Regions from separate parts of the Sus scrofa genome. Here region 1 is linked to region 2. The links are chromatin contacts, called in public HiChIP or PLAC-seq maps. All regions are on one chromosome and are shown on one strand. The core of a region is the stretch at or near the end of the contact, and the rest is flanking DNA. Distances in the headings are between cores, read along the strand shown. Region 1 overlaps SSBP3 (single-stranded DNA-binding protein 3). Region 2 overlaps LOC106508664 (a long non-coding RNA gene).

What was found. HiChIP or PLAC-seq counts read pairs in DNA pulled down with a chosen protein or histone mark.
Region 1: a contact with region 2 is called in an H3K27ac HiChIP or PLAC-seq map of skeletal muscle. The contact joins two enhancer-like sites. A contact is called at or near these places in 3 of 5 promoter capture datasets (fetal liver, fetal skeletal muscle and liver), 19 of 47 Hi-C or Micro-C datasets (blood, differentiating spermatogonia, embryonic fibroblasts and 10 more) and 2 of 2 datasets of contacts at active chromatin or transcription factors (alveolar macrophages and skeletal muscle).

What each region holds. Positions count from the first base shown.
Region 1 is chr6:157,919,846-157,922,702 of Sscrofa11.1, forward strand. All of the region lies in intron 4 of SSBP3 (single-stranded DNA-binding protein 3), which reads left to right. Among named protein-coding and RNA genes, the nearest start is that of SSBP3, 9.7 kb to the left of the region's middle. Within about 2 kb of position 1,451, at least 29 of the 83 cell types and tissues checked have an H3K27ac peak or open chromatin away from gene starts, as enhancers often do. A contact at or near this core is called in fetal liver, fetal skeletal muscle, liver and 2 more, where this site is marked.
Region 2 is chr6:157,843,189-157,845,923 of Sscrofa11.1, forward strand. LOC106508664 (a long non-coding RNA gene) reads right to left here. Exons shown (of 3, transcript XR_002345181.1): 3 at 2,517-2,735. Among named protein-coding and RNA genes, the nearest start is that of ACOT11, 12 kb to the left of the region's middle. Within about 2 kb of position 1,348, at least 72 of the 83 cell types and tissues checked have an H3K27ac peak or open chromatin away from gene starts, as enhancers often do. A contact at or near this core is called in fetal liver, fetal skeletal muscle, liver and 2 more, where this site is marked.

The DNA.
Region 1 (2,857 bases), core at 201-2,700, 77 kb after region 2:
TGATGAAACTGAGGCCTGGTGTTCAGATGGTTTGTCCAAGGGCCTGTAGCCAGGAGGTGGCAGAGCTGGGACTAGACCCAAGTCTTTCAAATGCCATCTCTCAGCTTTGGACAACCCTCATTTGATACAGAATTTGCTGCAAAACAGAGGGAAGATATTTGCCTTTGACCCAAAGGGTGCCCATATCTAGTCACCGAGGAAATGAATTTAGCAGAGAATTAAACCAAAGCCCCAGAGAGGTGATTGCAGAGTCACTGGCAGAGGGGGGAACCTGGGCTCCAGGAAGGTGTTTGTTACGGTGCGCTGGGTGGCTCTTTTGGCAAAGAAAATGTGACAGAAGGATTGGCCTTTGCTTCCGGAAAATGCACGTATCCCCACAAGGGAGACTCGGTGCATGATTTCAGGGGGTTCAGGGCCTGCTGTCCGAAGCCCCTCTGTGGTCCCCACTGAAGAACTTGGGGTGCCCAGCGGCCGTGGAGTCTACAACCTTGGCGCATCTTGAGCCTCAGTCTCCCTGCCCCAAGATGTGAGGTCCCTTTCAGGTCAGCCTCAGTGGAGCTGCCCCTGTGCTCCCTCCGCCTCCCCCCCACCATAGCAGGACTCTGCTGACCCTCCCTGCACCCCCAGCTGTGAGCCTTTGTCTCCAGGCGGGGCACTTAAAATCAGAAAGTGCCCCAGAGTCCTGGGCGTGGATGGCAGTGGAGGTATTTGTGGCTCTGTGGCAGGGGTCCAGCGTCCTTGGTGGGTTTGAAATAGCAAAGTGATATTTGAGAGGGCTCTCCTTGGATGCGCTGAGCTGAGGTTCCTGCCAGGCCGGCGGGGAGCGTCCACGCCTGCCAGAACCCTTCGGGGCAGGGGCACGAGAGGGTGGCCAGCGCGGGCGGAGAAGGCCCGCAGCTGGGCTTGGAGGCGCTGGGGGCGTGCTCTCCCCCGCAATAAGCGGCCCAGCTATCTGCCCAGAGGTCCTGGCAAGTTCACGGTGTTGCCTTTGGCTCTGACCCTTGGCACCCTTGTGTGGCAGATGATAAAAACAAAACACACACACAGTCATTTCTTTCCCTGCTCCCCTTGGTGCTCAGCCTGCGTGTTGTGGCCTTTCTTCCGGCTCCCACCCTATTTGCTGCAGTTCCTTTTAACCCCAGAGGCTGCCAGACTCCTCTGTCGGTAGCTAATTAAACACGACATGAGTAACTCGAATTGCGTTTTGCCAGAACCCGGGCAGTGTGGCCACCTTAATGGGTTTCAAGTGGCGGCAAGACCCCAGATTGCAAATCCTTGCCCTTGATTTCAAGGCAGGAGGTGGGGCGGGGCGGGGGGCGGGGAGTGCTGGGGACCCAAACTAAGTGTTTGGCACTGGTCACTCCATTTCAACTCCAAGACCAGCCGTCCGCTCCAGTCCGTGCATAATGCCATCTTTGTTAGCTGAGCATTTGTAAACTTGGACCAAGAGTTAGCTGTGTGCCAGCCACGGCTCTGAGGGAGCCGGGAGACACCCACCTCTCTCTGCCGCGTCCCTGTCCCCTAGGCCGTAGGGAAGCCGGCTTGGCTCTGGAGCAGGGACCTCGGCCAGAGCCGCCTCGCCCCTTCCCTTGACCTTCCCGCCTCCGTGGGTGAGTGTGCGTGTGTGAGCTCAGGGGAGGTGTGTGTGCTTGAGGGCCTTTCCGCCAAGATAACAGAAATGTTACACCAGCTGTAGCCTTTATAATGGTGCTAGGGTTTAGAGTATTTAGAAAAATTAATCTTTTTTAGCTTGGGAATAATTCTGACCGTGGTACAAGTGCATTAGACGATTCACATAAACTTCTTTAATGCATGTTGCTGGGAGCTTACAGCAAACAGACAATAATGATGGTTTGTTTTCGATTTGCCGGGGTAATGGGGTTTTCTGTAGCTTTGGCGAGATGCATTTTAGGAATGTTTCTCCCCCCCATGTTAGGCTCTTCTTTCCCCCTTTGGGCCTTGAATCCTCTGGATTTTAAAGCGTTGGCACTCTGACAGGTGGCTGGGACACACGCCTGAGTTCCAGTCCCTACTCTGTCGTTTCCAGGCAGGGCGGGTTTTTGGATCCTCAGTGTTCCCATCTGTTGAATGGGGAAATAGTGATTCCTTTGTGGGACCGTTGTGCGAGTTAAGTTTGGATTACTCGTATGAAATGGTTGTTTCTCTGTGGCCAGTGCTTTGTGAGTTTGTTTCTTTTGTCTTTACAGCCCTAAAATTTTCCCCAGAAACTTGTAATACGATGAAGGTAACAGCATATTCTTTCTGGGAGAGCAGATTGACCCTGGGGAACCAGACACTTGAATTTCCCAGTGATGCCCTCTGAGGTGTATAGAGTCCTTCCCCCAATACTCAGTGCAGTGTCTTGTCTCCCCCGCAGCACCCCTGTGAGGGCCAGAGCGGGCGGTCCTGGCACAGGCTGGTACAGATAAATGCTCCCCTGAGACGTCTGTGCCCCTTATCTGTGTCGGACAGAGTGGTCCTGTCCCACTCCTGTGAGTGGCTACCTTGTAGCCCAATGGGAAGAGCTTAAAGCTTGGCACAATCAGAAACCTGGGTGCATCTCGTTAGCAGGGATGGGGGGTAAGGGGAGGGCTGCCCTCTTGACTGTAAGGTGGGTCCTTGCTTAGCTTACCATGGGGGTGGCCGTGAGAAAGGCATGGAAAACTGCCGGGGGAGGGTTAGCTGTGCTGTGTACATGCTTTCGGGGGTGACCAGGCTTGAAAGCCCCGTGGTCAGCGTCTTGCCTTCATCCTCTCTGGTACCTGCCTTGCCCTGGCTGGCCTTGGGCCCCACCTGACTTTGAATTGAGTGAGGCGTCTCAGAAAGGGGCTTGGAGGAGAGGGCGAGGAAGCGATGT
Region 2 (2,735 bases), core at 98-2,597:
ACTGGACCCCCACAGCATGCTAAAGTTTTAAATTCTAGAGAAAGCATCCAAACCTCAGCACTGCATCCTCCTGGCCCCCAGAACTGGCGCTTGGAAGGCCTCCTCAGGCCTGTCACCAGGGGATCACTGCCACCCCTGCCCAGGTACCACTGGCTCCGTCCTCCAGGCCCCTCGTCTCCCAGGCTGCAAGGCGCCGGCGATGGCCCCTAGGGGGCAGTGTTGCCCCGAACTTGGGCTGCCGCAGCTGCTACCCCCGCCCCAACCGGCGCCACGAGAATACTTGAGTTCTGGGAATGTTTGACACCCCCCGGCACACAAACCGCCCCCCGCTGCCAGCCCCAGCCCCAGGGGCTCCCGCGCCGCTCGCAGCCCGCCCGGTGCGGACTTGCTGCTGGCTCCCCCACCTCTCTCAGCAGAACACACTTCGCAAGGACAGGGCTTTTATTTTTGTTTTTTCCGCAGGAGTGGGGGGCAGGTATGGTCTCAGGCTGCTCGCGCCGCCGACTAGGAAGTCTCTGTGCTCAGAGAGCCGAGGCAGAAATTGGAGGGGCGAGGGGGCTTGTTTTTCCAACAACCTGTCAGCTGCTTCCCCCGTCACCCCCGTATCCTTTTGATAAGGGGTTGGCGGGCATCCACCCTGCACCTCCGCCCCCAAACCTGTCGCCAGGGTTCTCCCAACCCCTCCAGAAAGCGCCCCAGGACGGAGGGTGGAGGCTGCAGGGTCCGATATTCTCGACCCCCTCCACCAGCCTGGTCTTCCCTAGCTCAAGCCCAGGCCCAGGAGCCTGGACACAGCGGGGGTTTGAGGGGCTGGGTTTAGGGGGTGACTTCTGCTAAGTCCCCCACCCCACCCCCCAGCTGTGAGCAGCAAAGTCAGGGTCTGGAGTGAAGACGGTCAAGGAGAAACGGAGGGAAAACCCCATTCAAGTTTGGTCCAACGGTTTAATGGGGGGGGGAGCAGGAAGGATTTAAAAGCCCCGAACCCACAAAGCAGACTTTTTAAAAAATTATAATTGAAAACATCTCGAAGTAAGGGCCGCCAGGAGCGGGCCAGCTCCCCCCGCCCCATCCCCCTCTTCTGCTCCCCGGAGTCCGATGAAGTCATGATAAGTAGGCTGCAAAAAAAAAGGTGGGGGTGTTCGCTTGGAGGGACGGGGGGCACAGGGGTCCCAGGCTGGGGCCCCGCGCGGACACAGTTTGGATACTATGGTTACGCGATCCGACCCAAACAGCGAAGGCGGACAACAATAGCGGCCGCCAGAGGAGGAAATTCCTTCCGGGGTGGACGGCGCGGGGGGAGGGGCGCCTGGCTGGAACGCCGAGGCGGCGGCTCGGCCAATCAGCGCGCGGCCGCCGGCGGTTTCAAGGTGCCCCGCGCCGCGCGCCACCCTCCCCCCCGCCCCCCGCGCGCTCCGCTCGGGCGCTGGAATTGCTGAGACGTTTCCCTGCACGCGCCCGGGTAACCCTGCGGGGGCTGCTGCCCAGGCCGACCCCTCCCCAGCCCTTCCCCCCGCCCCCCCTCCTGGAGCCCACCGCCCCGGGAAGGCTGAGCGTTCCGCTGCCTGAGTTGCTTGCACTTGAGGGAGGTGGGGGGGAGAAAATCCCTCCAAACTACCTCTTTCTGTGGGGTTGGTTCCTGCACAAGCCTGTTTTCTATTTTAAAGCATGTCTCAAGAAAAAATGAGAGAGGAGAGAGAGAGAGAGAACGGCGAAAGCGAAGGTCCACCCCAGCTCCAGCCCGGGAGGCTCTGACCCCTGCCTGCCTGGCTGCGGGGGCTGTTATATAATAAGTTGGGTTATTGATATTGGCGGCCCTGGCCGGGCATCTGGCATGCAGAGGTCCAAGGGCAGAGCTGGCGCTGGAGCTGGCGTTTAGAAACCACCCCCCTCCGCTCACGGTTACCTGCTTTATAATGGACCGGAGGAACCAGGGTCTCCCCCCACCCCAGCCGGCGGTCTGGGTTATTTACGTGGTGGCCATGGCGTGACCGTGCCGCCTCCCCCCCACCTACCAGGGGGTCTGTGCCCAAGTCCCCCCCTCTTTAGAAGCCTCAGATTGGCTCCCAACCCTTTTGCCCCGCGGCCAGGCCCTCCACGATGCCTCCTCTTCTGCCAACTGCCCAAAGCCGGCATCCAGTGCACTGCCGAGCACCGAACTGGTCCCGGTCCTTTTTTTAAGCTGAACCGGGTTTCTGCTCTCTGATGCCTCCTGAGCTCGGAGCACCAGTTGGATAAGGAGTAGGCAGATGCTTCTTATTCATTCCATACTGAGAGATTCACTTCCCTGGAAGGCTCCAACGCTCAAAAAGTATTTGCCTTCCTCTCCCACTCTTTCTCTCCCTCTCTTCATATATAATGGGGATAGCCCTCATTCTCCAGTTCCTCGTGTGTCTCTTTATAAATAAATAATGAGATTTTATTAATTATGCACGTATAGTGTCTGCAAGCAGATTGCTCTGTCTCTTGATGCTTAATATTTTTTTAAAAAAAGGAAGAAAAACCCTCCATACTGAAGCTGGGTTTTTGTTGTTTTTTTATTCCCTGCAAGCAAACAAAACTTCAAGGGGCCATGCGCCCTCCAAGGGGGGGAGAGGAAGGCAGAAGTTGGGGGTAAGAAGGAGGGATTAAAGGGGGTTCTCTGCAGATTTTCCAGGCAGCTGAAGGCAAATTTCAAGTAGCCTGCTTCGTGTTTTGCGACTGAGCTGCTGGTCTGAAAACATACCAAGGTTCGCTTG